Regions from separate parts of the Anser cygnoides genome. Here regions 1 and 2 are each linked to region 3. A link is a contact called in public Hi-C data. All regions are on one chromosome and are shown on one strand. Each heading gives the region's core, a stretch centred on a gene start, on an enhancer-like site or on the middle of the called end of the contact. The rest is flanking DNA. Distances are from core to core; before and after follow the strand shown. Region 1 overlaps VAV2 (vav guanine nucleotide exchange factor 2). Region 2 overlaps VAV2 (vav guanine nucleotide exchange factor 2). Region 3 has its middle 34 kb from the start of RXRA.

The links. Hi-C and Micro-C count contacts between places; a contact is called where the count stands out from the background.
Region 1: a contact with region 3 is called in a Hi-C map of liver, with 2.0 times the contacts expected there. The contact joins two enhancer-like sites. A contact is called at or near these places in 2 of 7 Hi-C or Micro-C datasets (both in liver).
Region 2: a Hi-C map of liver shows a contact between it and region 3, with 1.9 times the contacts expected there. The contact joins two enhancer-like sites. A contact is called at or near these places in 2 of 7 Hi-C or Micro-C datasets (both in liver).

What each region holds. Positions count from the first base shown.
Region 1 is chr20:4,243,216-4,245,915 of Taihu_goose_T2T_genome, reverse strand. All of the region lies in intron 2 of VAV2 (vav guanine nucleotide exchange factor 2), which reads right to left. Among named protein-coding and RNA genes, the nearest start is that of SARDH, 54 kb to the left of the region's middle. Within about 2 kb of position 1,400, at least 3 of the 3 cell types and tissues checked have open chromatin away from gene starts, as enhancers often do. A contact at or near this core is called in liver, where this site is marked.
Region 2 is chr20:4,204,518-4,207,367 of Taihu_goose_T2T_genome, reverse strand. The region is part of intron 2 of VAV2 (vav guanine nucleotide exchange factor 2); the gene reads right to left. Among named protein-coding and RNA genes, the nearest start is that of VAV2, 37 kb to the right of the region's middle. Within about 2 kb of position 1,332, at least 1 of the 3 cell types and tissues checked has open chromatin away from gene starts, as enhancers often do. A contact at or near this core is called in liver, where this site is marked.
Region 3 is chr20:4,043,625-4,046,324 of Taihu_goose_T2T_genome, reverse strand. No RefSeq gene overlaps it. Among named protein-coding and RNA genes, the nearest start is that of RXRA, 34 kb to the right of the region's middle. Within about 2 kb of position 1,259, at least 2 of the 3 cell types and tissues checked have open chromatin away from gene starts, as enhancers often do. A contact at or near this core is called in liver, where this site is marked.

The DNA.
Region 1 (2,700 bases), core at 151-2,650, 200 kb before region 3:
CAGCTACGAGGAGGGTTTGACTTCCAGGGAAATCTAAAAGAAGCACGCTGTTCTCCACGCCAGGGCTTTTTGCTTTGTTCTTTCACGAAACCCCCATGTCTCTGAGCATCCCGGCACATCAAAGCCCGGGACCTGATCCGGATGAGCCTGCCTGTGATCAGGCTCCAAATCCACGCTCGGGTACGCAGCGAAGCGACCCACTTTTTAAGAAGGATCAGGTACAAAGAAGCCCTACACCTCCAGAAACAAGAGCGAGCAGTGACTGTCCGGCACCAGGCAGGGTTTTTCCAAGGAGGAATTTATTTATTTTTTTGCTAAGGAGGAGCTGGGGGCGAAGAAAGCCCCGCACAACCCCAGCTCCTGCGCCAGCCCCAGCCAGGGAAGCACGAAGCGTGCATTTAAGAACAAGTAATCCTTTCAATTTCAACAGGATTAAACAGCATTCTTAAAAGTAAGTAAATCCTTAAGTGTTTGCTAAACTGTGTCATTTTCCCCATAAAGCAGGTTCTTATGTGCTGAGAAGCGCAGTAATACGTCCCGCCACTCCCGGCTATCATTTTCTATTAGGCAGGGCAGGAACCGCTTCGTTACGCAGCCAAGCGGCGGTTGGCACAAGGGGTCCCTGATCTCATCTGAGGCTTAGTTGCTCCTGCGGTTCTAGGACATACTAATGCAGCTAATGCAGACATGACACCGAGTGGAATTACAGTTCGCCGGTTATTTATACCTCCCCTTTCCTTTAAGGCAGACTGGGAACGCAGAAGCTTTGTTTCCCGAGGCAGACAGCACGCCCCCAGACTCCTTATCAGCTCCCCGATGATTTATGCCAATTACTTCACACGTTCAGGCCTTTGGGTATCCCCACTGCCCAAACCTACGAAGCCAGTTTTGAGGCTGCAGCATCCTGAAAGTGCTACAGGAGCACACCAGGAGCCGTGAGCAGCAATTTCCAAATTTACAGCTCCCTTGGACCGTGCTGGAGAGGGCTCCAGCGACCAAGCCCGCGGCACAGCCCAGTGCCGTGCCCCATCCCGCAGCCCAGGGGAAAGCCCCGTGCCCGATGCCGGCAGCGGGGAGGTTTTGCAGAGTCATTTCTACACTCTGCTTGGGAAAAACACACTTGTATGGGCGAGTTTGTCTTCTGGGAGGAGGCCGGCTGTGGGCTTAAATAAGGTCTCATGCAGGTTATTATTATTATTACTTCTTCATCCAGTTCTCGGCGGAACTTCCTCAAGAAAAGCTGCACTCAGTGCGCGCAAGTCACCATAAAAACTACGTCTAAACTGACAACAAGATGCCAGGGACGGAGCTCTGGAGGTACAAAGTGCAGGCAGAGGTACCCGCAGCCACAGGCTGCTTCCAGCAGCTGACCTGCACGGGGCTGGGAAATTCCTGGTGGTTTCCCCGGGCAGGGTGAGGGACGCTCTCTGCATTCCTGACATTCCAGCTCTCCTCCGTTTTCTGCCACGAGCTAAACCAAACAAGCCAGCTGATCATTTACCAGCCCCGTGCCCCGTGGTACGACCGCGTTGCCGTGGATCAGCCCGAGCAGGAAGGCAGCGGGAGGGCCAGGGACGCGGTTTCGGAGCCCGAGCATCAGAGGCCTCACGGAGAGCCTCATTTTCGAAAGGCACCGAGTTCTGCGCTTCCAGAAACAAAAGCAAGTCTCAGCCCAGGTTCCTCAAATTCACCGGTCACTTTGCAAGGATCCTGGCTGAGCAAAGAAACGGGATTTTTGCAAACAAACAAAACCAGCAAAAATCCCCACACCGTAAGAAAACCACTAACTTTCATCTTTCTCACTGCCAGTGCTTTCTTTTAGGAATGATGGATTTAAAAATAAACTAAAACAAAACAAAAATAAATAAATTAATGTGCTTACTGCTCTTCTATTTCCTCCAGCGTTGCTTATTTCTAGCGGTATCTCTGCACATCTAGAAAACTAAAATAAACTCTCGTTATTTGCAAAAACAACCCGAGGCAGCTGGGCTGGAATACGCTTTGCATACGAGGAACTCCCTAACCCTGCAGTTAGGAGCAAGCTGCAGGGGCTGGAGCCAGGCTCGTGGCTTGTGCAGACCCTGGCGAGGTCGTCGTGCATTCCCAGAACAAGAGGATTTGCTTTGCAGCAAGTCAGGAGCTCATCACAGTGATGATAAGCCTGGGCAGAAACCTTGATGTTGCTACCTCCGTGCACAGGCTTCTTGGGGGGAAGGTGGTTTCAGAGCCTGAAATCGCATGGAATGATTTGACACCTAAACTCAGGAAGGGCAAATAGAATAAAATAAAATATAAATATTAAAATAAAATAATTACAAATCCTCAGACCAAATCCCTCGCCTCAGTGTGGATGGGAAGCAGACCCCAAATTTGGATACAAGCTGGCTAAGTTAGTTCTGAGCTGGGTAACAGCATCCAACAGCAAAACCGGCAACGTGAAGAGTTGCAGTGGGGACAAGGCTGCCGAACCAAAGCAGCCGTGAGATTGCTGTGAGGCGCCAGCAGGACGTGCCCCAGACAGCTCCAGTTTGTGGTGCTGGTGGCAGCGGTCACCGTACACCTTTGCCCACCCACCTGCCGAGGAGCATCGCTGCACACCCGGGGCCCAGCACCCACCCCAGCACCTCCCACCCAGCTCCACGCGCACACCAGGGCTCACAGCCAAGGCAGGATATTTGCAAACCAAAGTGCCCCCAGCAG
Region 2 (2,850 bases), core at 83-2,582, 160 kb before region 3:
GGTGCATTAAGGCTGCTTTCTTGCTACCGCGATTATGCTTTAATATGTAATTAGTAGGAAGAAAACGATGTTGAAGAGGAGAACGCCTCACTTACACACACGCCATTAAGACTGAGAGTATAAATGAGTGAGCTGCGGCATCACCATCTGAGGCTCATTAACTCAATCTGCAAAGCATCGAGGGCTGGCAAGCGCTGCCGTCCGGCTGCAGGTACAGCAAAAAACTGCACATCGACACTGGTGGCAGGCACCGTGCCTCCCTGCCTCTTCCTTGCCTAGCTCAAAACCTGGCAAAGTCGGGAAGGGCTGGGAAACGCAGAGGCACTTGTCCCCAGGAAGAACGCACCAGCTTTCCCAGCAGGGAAACGATAGTTAGGAACATCACACAGCCCATGCAGGTGGCTTTCACACGTCTCCGTGATCCTGGCTTCACCTGCGATGCTCAGGGAAGCTATTTAAAACCCATCCAAAGGAAACTGTTCCCCGCCAGCACTGCAGATCCAAGCCACCTGATCCCGTGTCACTGCCCCGATGCACCCCGTGCAGCCCATGCGAGTCTGGAACAACCATCATACCAAGCTCTCCAGCCCCCCCAGCCCTGCACACCCAGCTGGAGCGGGCAGGGGAATCACCCGGAGGAATCCTGAAAGTACAGGGCGGTTTTGAAGAAATAACTCATTTCTGAAGGAAAAGGGAAAAAAAAAAAGTCTGGAAGCGCTCCAAGAACAAACAAGCAGCCCATTTTGAAAGAGTGGAACAAAACAGTCTGAGATGCCTTTTTTTTTTTTTTTTTTTAAATTCTCTTGAACAAGGCGGGGATGGAAAGGAGAAACCTCATCACCAGCGAGCTGTGGCACGAGGGCAGCCCTCGTGCACGGAGCTGCTCCTGCCAGCAGCAGCACCCCCAAGTCACGGCCTCAGCACCGTAAAGCCCCTTAAATCAGGAGATGGCAGGAGACCTGGGTGTTAATAGCAAACCTCACCGAAACCACGCTCTGCTGAGGAGCCGAGGTTTCAACACACCATTTTTCTGCCCCCACTTTGAGCAATGTTTATTTGCCGTGAAACATTAACATTTCGCTTCGATACGTGACTGCCCGAATGCAAAGTGTCAATGCAGGAGGAGGCTGACCGGGCCAAATCGGGTCCCCCCGTGCGCCCCAGCCCTGTCCCCTTCTCCCAGGATGGGCTGGGGAATGGGCACCAGGCTCCCCGGCTCCATCCCAGCATCAGGGTGCCTGTTTTGGGGCACGATGCTTTGATACGCTAACTTGTACCCGCTCTTCTTTGCCCCAGGAGGAATCGGTTTGCTGCAGAGGCTTTTTTCTCCCCTTTTCCTTTAATCTGCTTCACAGGGTAGATGCTGAGCAGAATTACCCTGAGCACTGGGGTTTGAGAAGTTCGGTCATGGCAGTGCTTTCAGGCTGAGAGTTTCGCTTTTTGCACATTCTGCTAAAACATGGTTACACCCACACGTTAATCTGTTTCAAGAAATGTTAATTATTCTTCATAACCGAAGCATTTGGCCTTGAGACAGTTTCATTATCAGACGCTGTAACTTCGACAGGCTAGGAAATCTGGGGAAGATTTTAATGAAGAAACAGAAGATCCCTGGCTCGTTACAGAATAAAAACCTCCTTTTATTCCGAGATTGCTTTAAATGACATTACACGGGATGTGTTTCCTTCCTTTCCCAAAGCACAAGCATGCTGAACGGTTGAGCTCAAGTGATGCCAGATGCACTAACGGAGCGCTGAGGCACCGAAGGACTGACTCTGCCTGTTGACACCTTTCAGTCGTGGTGACCATGACCAAATCATTAAGTCACAAACGCCTGATAATGTAATAAAAAAAAAAAAAAACAACATCTTGTGGGGTCCAAAAGCAGCCAGGCATTTTTCAACCAACAGACAAAAGCTGTAGGGTCACAGAAGAGAGACGGACTGCACCCCTTCCCCTTTTTAGAGGCACAGACCAGTGAATGTTTTACTGCTCTCAGGTTCCCCACCCCCCGATCTTGTCTAATATGACTACAAGAAGAGCTCAGCCAGATCACGGAAGTGCAAGAAAATCAATTTCATACACATTAAGAATACGTGTTTACCCACGTCCTGATCGATACCTCCGGCTCCCTGCACATTACAACACTTCGGTTGCAGTTTGAGGCCCAACAGCACCGTTCTCCCATGCAGACTATGGGAGTTAGGAAAGATCCTGTCCGTGCTTGTTTGATCTGAAACATAATACCCCTTAATGTGACCCCTTGGAAAAATACTGGGGAAAGCAGCCAAGAGGGGAGGAAAAAAAAAGAAAAGCAAAGCTTCCCAGAATGAACATTTCTGGCTCTTTCAGTTCCACGGCGGAGCTGTGCATCTATAAACAGTGCTGATTTGCAAGTAGGAGAGGGAGGAAAAGGAGAAAGGAGAAGGAGAAAGCAGAGATAGCCGGCCACCTCGCAGCTAAAAGCTCTGCTTTTTAAGCAGCCTCTCCTCCGGCCCAGCCAGGGACAGGAGGGGACAGCAGAGGGCACAGCTCAGCACCCAGCTTCCTGGGCTGGTGACACCCAGGTGTTTCACTTTAGGGTGCAGTAGGAGACCAACTGCTTTTACCAGCAGCTTGGTGCATGTGCATGATTTGAGGCCCCGGTGCTGTCACTGGACCCTGAAGACCACAAAGTAAACCAGCGTGGTCCTTTTGGTTGCAAACTGCGGCAGCCTGCTAGGAGATTTTTAATCCACCAGTTACTTCAGGGCAATGTTAACAGGAGACCAGGGGGAAGTTTTCAGGATTTGGACCCTAAAAACATACACGATGTGTGGCAACACCCCCTGCATCTCCTACAGCAAACAC
Region 3 (2,700 bases), core at 10-2,509:
AACCGCAGCGTTGGAGCCCATCGCTTTGCCTCCTCCTAACGCGGTGCCACCAGCTTTACTGCAAACACGGAGGGACAGCCACTTTTTATGTACAAAAAAAAGTCACTGGCTGCTTATTTTATTTATTGAGGAGACAGATAATTGACAGGTGGCTGTCTAGAAGAGATGAAGCCCTCCAGCAAAACACTGCGGCTCCAGCAAGGATGCGAACGACAGAGAAATGGCTCCAGAGGTGATAGACTTGTTACTTTTAACACTGCCAGATATATAAGAGAACAGGGTTGAATCGCAGTTCAGAACAATCATACCTAACTGCTGAACTAAATAAAACTGATGATTTCATACCCGTGTCTACAGCAGCCTTAGACTGAGCTTGAATTAATGAGCGTGTTGTTGCCTCCCGCAGGGTTCTGTACGCCCAAGGACTTCAGGTTCTGATTTTAGGGCTTCAATGCATCGCCCAGAAGGAAGCCAGGGATCAGGAATGGGCGTAGGTGGGTCAAAATTGTTCTGCCCTCTGAGCCTGAGCAGCTTAGGGTGATATTTGCCCCCCAGCAAAATAAACTTTGCCAGGGGGCAAGCAGGGAACAGGACAGCTTTACTGGGACTTCTGGGCTGGGCTGGCTGGGTCCCTTGGTACCCCACAGGTTGCAAATATCCGTCTTTCCTTGCTTTTCTACTTTCGTTTTGGTAATTTTTTTTTCTTTTTCTTTTTTTTTTCTTTTGTTTTTCTTTATTATTATTATTTTTTGTTTTGTACTGGCCTGCCTGGGACTTTGAAGCCTACAAATCTCTTCATGGCCTGGACCTCGTGCCTCTCAATGGATCCGTGCCTATTTTGAGGATATACAGCATTATCTGCTGCTGACTACTCTAAACAAAAACAGAAGCTTAAACATTAACCCCTGCACATCACACCACCCCAACATATTGCTGCCTGAGAACTGACTTCTCATAGGACAGATTTCGCTGTGTTTCTTAATCAATGGAGAACTTTTTTTTTTTATAATTTTTTTTTTACTGTTTACTAGAGTTTTCTCCCCCGCAGGGCAGAGCAACGTTTATGATGTAAAATCACAGGGGCTCTCTCCCCGCAGTGCTGCACGCGGCGGTGATTCAGGGCCGTGCCGGGACCAAGCGGAGCCTGTTAGCCGGATCCCTGCGCTCTCCCACCTCCGCCCGGCTCCGCAGCAAATCAAAGTGCAACAAATGGCCCTGCTTCATTCCTTCGAGGAGCCCTGGGCCTTGTACGTTATCTCGAGGGCAGGGTATATGCTACAATAAAAGGAGGCTTTATTGCCAACTGCAACGGAGCGAAGGATTCAACCGCGTATCGCCTTGTGGGTTCGTCGTAAACTCCCTTTTATGGCCCTTCCAGTTTATGGCTAATGGAGATTTACAGTGGGCAGAAGGGGCCGTGTGCGCTAATTAATGCGGTTATTAGCCTGGGAGGGTTCGGCGCAGGGAGCAGCGCTGCCGCCAGCCTTGCTGCTCGCCCTTCGCCACCCGGCCCTGCCAGGGAAGAGGGCGGCGGGCGCTTGGCTGACCCGTGGCTGGCCGGGTGCCGCGGGGCCAAAGTCCTGCCCTGCTCGCTGGGACCCGCGGTGGGACAAGGCAGCTCGCTGCAGGGCGGCTTCATCCACCGAGGGAGCTAAGGGAGGTCGTGTCTGCTCCAGCTGTGTGCATCCCCAAAGCCACCAACGTTTTCTTCAAGTGGGAGGGAGGTGGAAGGGAAGGGGAAGGAGGTGGGTGAGTTTCAACCGTGATTTTCCAAGCAGAAATCAGCAGCCTTCCCCGCGCTCCCCATCTAGAGGAACCCATTTTGGCGTGCTCAGCCTGCAGCCACAAGGCCAGGCAGGAGAGGCACACACAGAGCAGTAGGTATGGCAGTGGGGCTGTGCCAAAAATACCCCATCCCTCCTGCTCGGGTGCTTTCTGCTGAGCTGAGGCCGTTCGTTAAAAGTCATCGCTGCTCGGCATCCGTCTCCAGACCCTGGACTACTCCCGAGCCCAGCTCCAGGCCTCGCACCCCTGCAGACGCTGGATGTGGCCCTGTTAATATCAGCCTGGTTCCCATCACACGCCGCCCTGCTGGAACACAACCTCAAACGAGGCAGATTTCGTGTGGCTGCAGCTTTTCGCTACGAACGTTTCATGCCGCCCTGCTTGGCAATTAAAAGGCGAGGAGCCGGGGTGAGAACAGTCCTGCTAATGATTTGCAGTCAGCTCCTTTGAGCCAAGTTGTCTTTGCAAAGCCAAAATTATATCGTATCGTTCTCCAGAAGCTACCACAGAAGTTAAATATTAAGTGGCTTAAGTTGCTGGAAACTTCCGTGGCTCCGACTGATCACAGGTCAAGGATATCGTCACCGGGACCGTCCTTGATCACAAGCAATAGCCAAGCCCATGGAGAGACTAACAGCAAAGCAGGACCATAAATCCAGCCCATAATCTCCAGGCTGGCCCAGTCCAGGCTTCACAGAAGCAGTGGAGAAGCTGCCAGAGGTGCCCATAAATCCGGGGGGGGACTTTTGGGGATGATGCTGGAGAGCCACCCCTTGGTTTTCAGCGCCTCACCCAGCCACGCAGGCAGTGCCTGCCCTGCCCCAGCGCGGGCAGGATATTTTGTGATTGTCTGCCCTGATTTCACCCCAGGAATTTCCCGCAAAAGGAAAAGGGCCACAGGCTAGGAGCTACAAG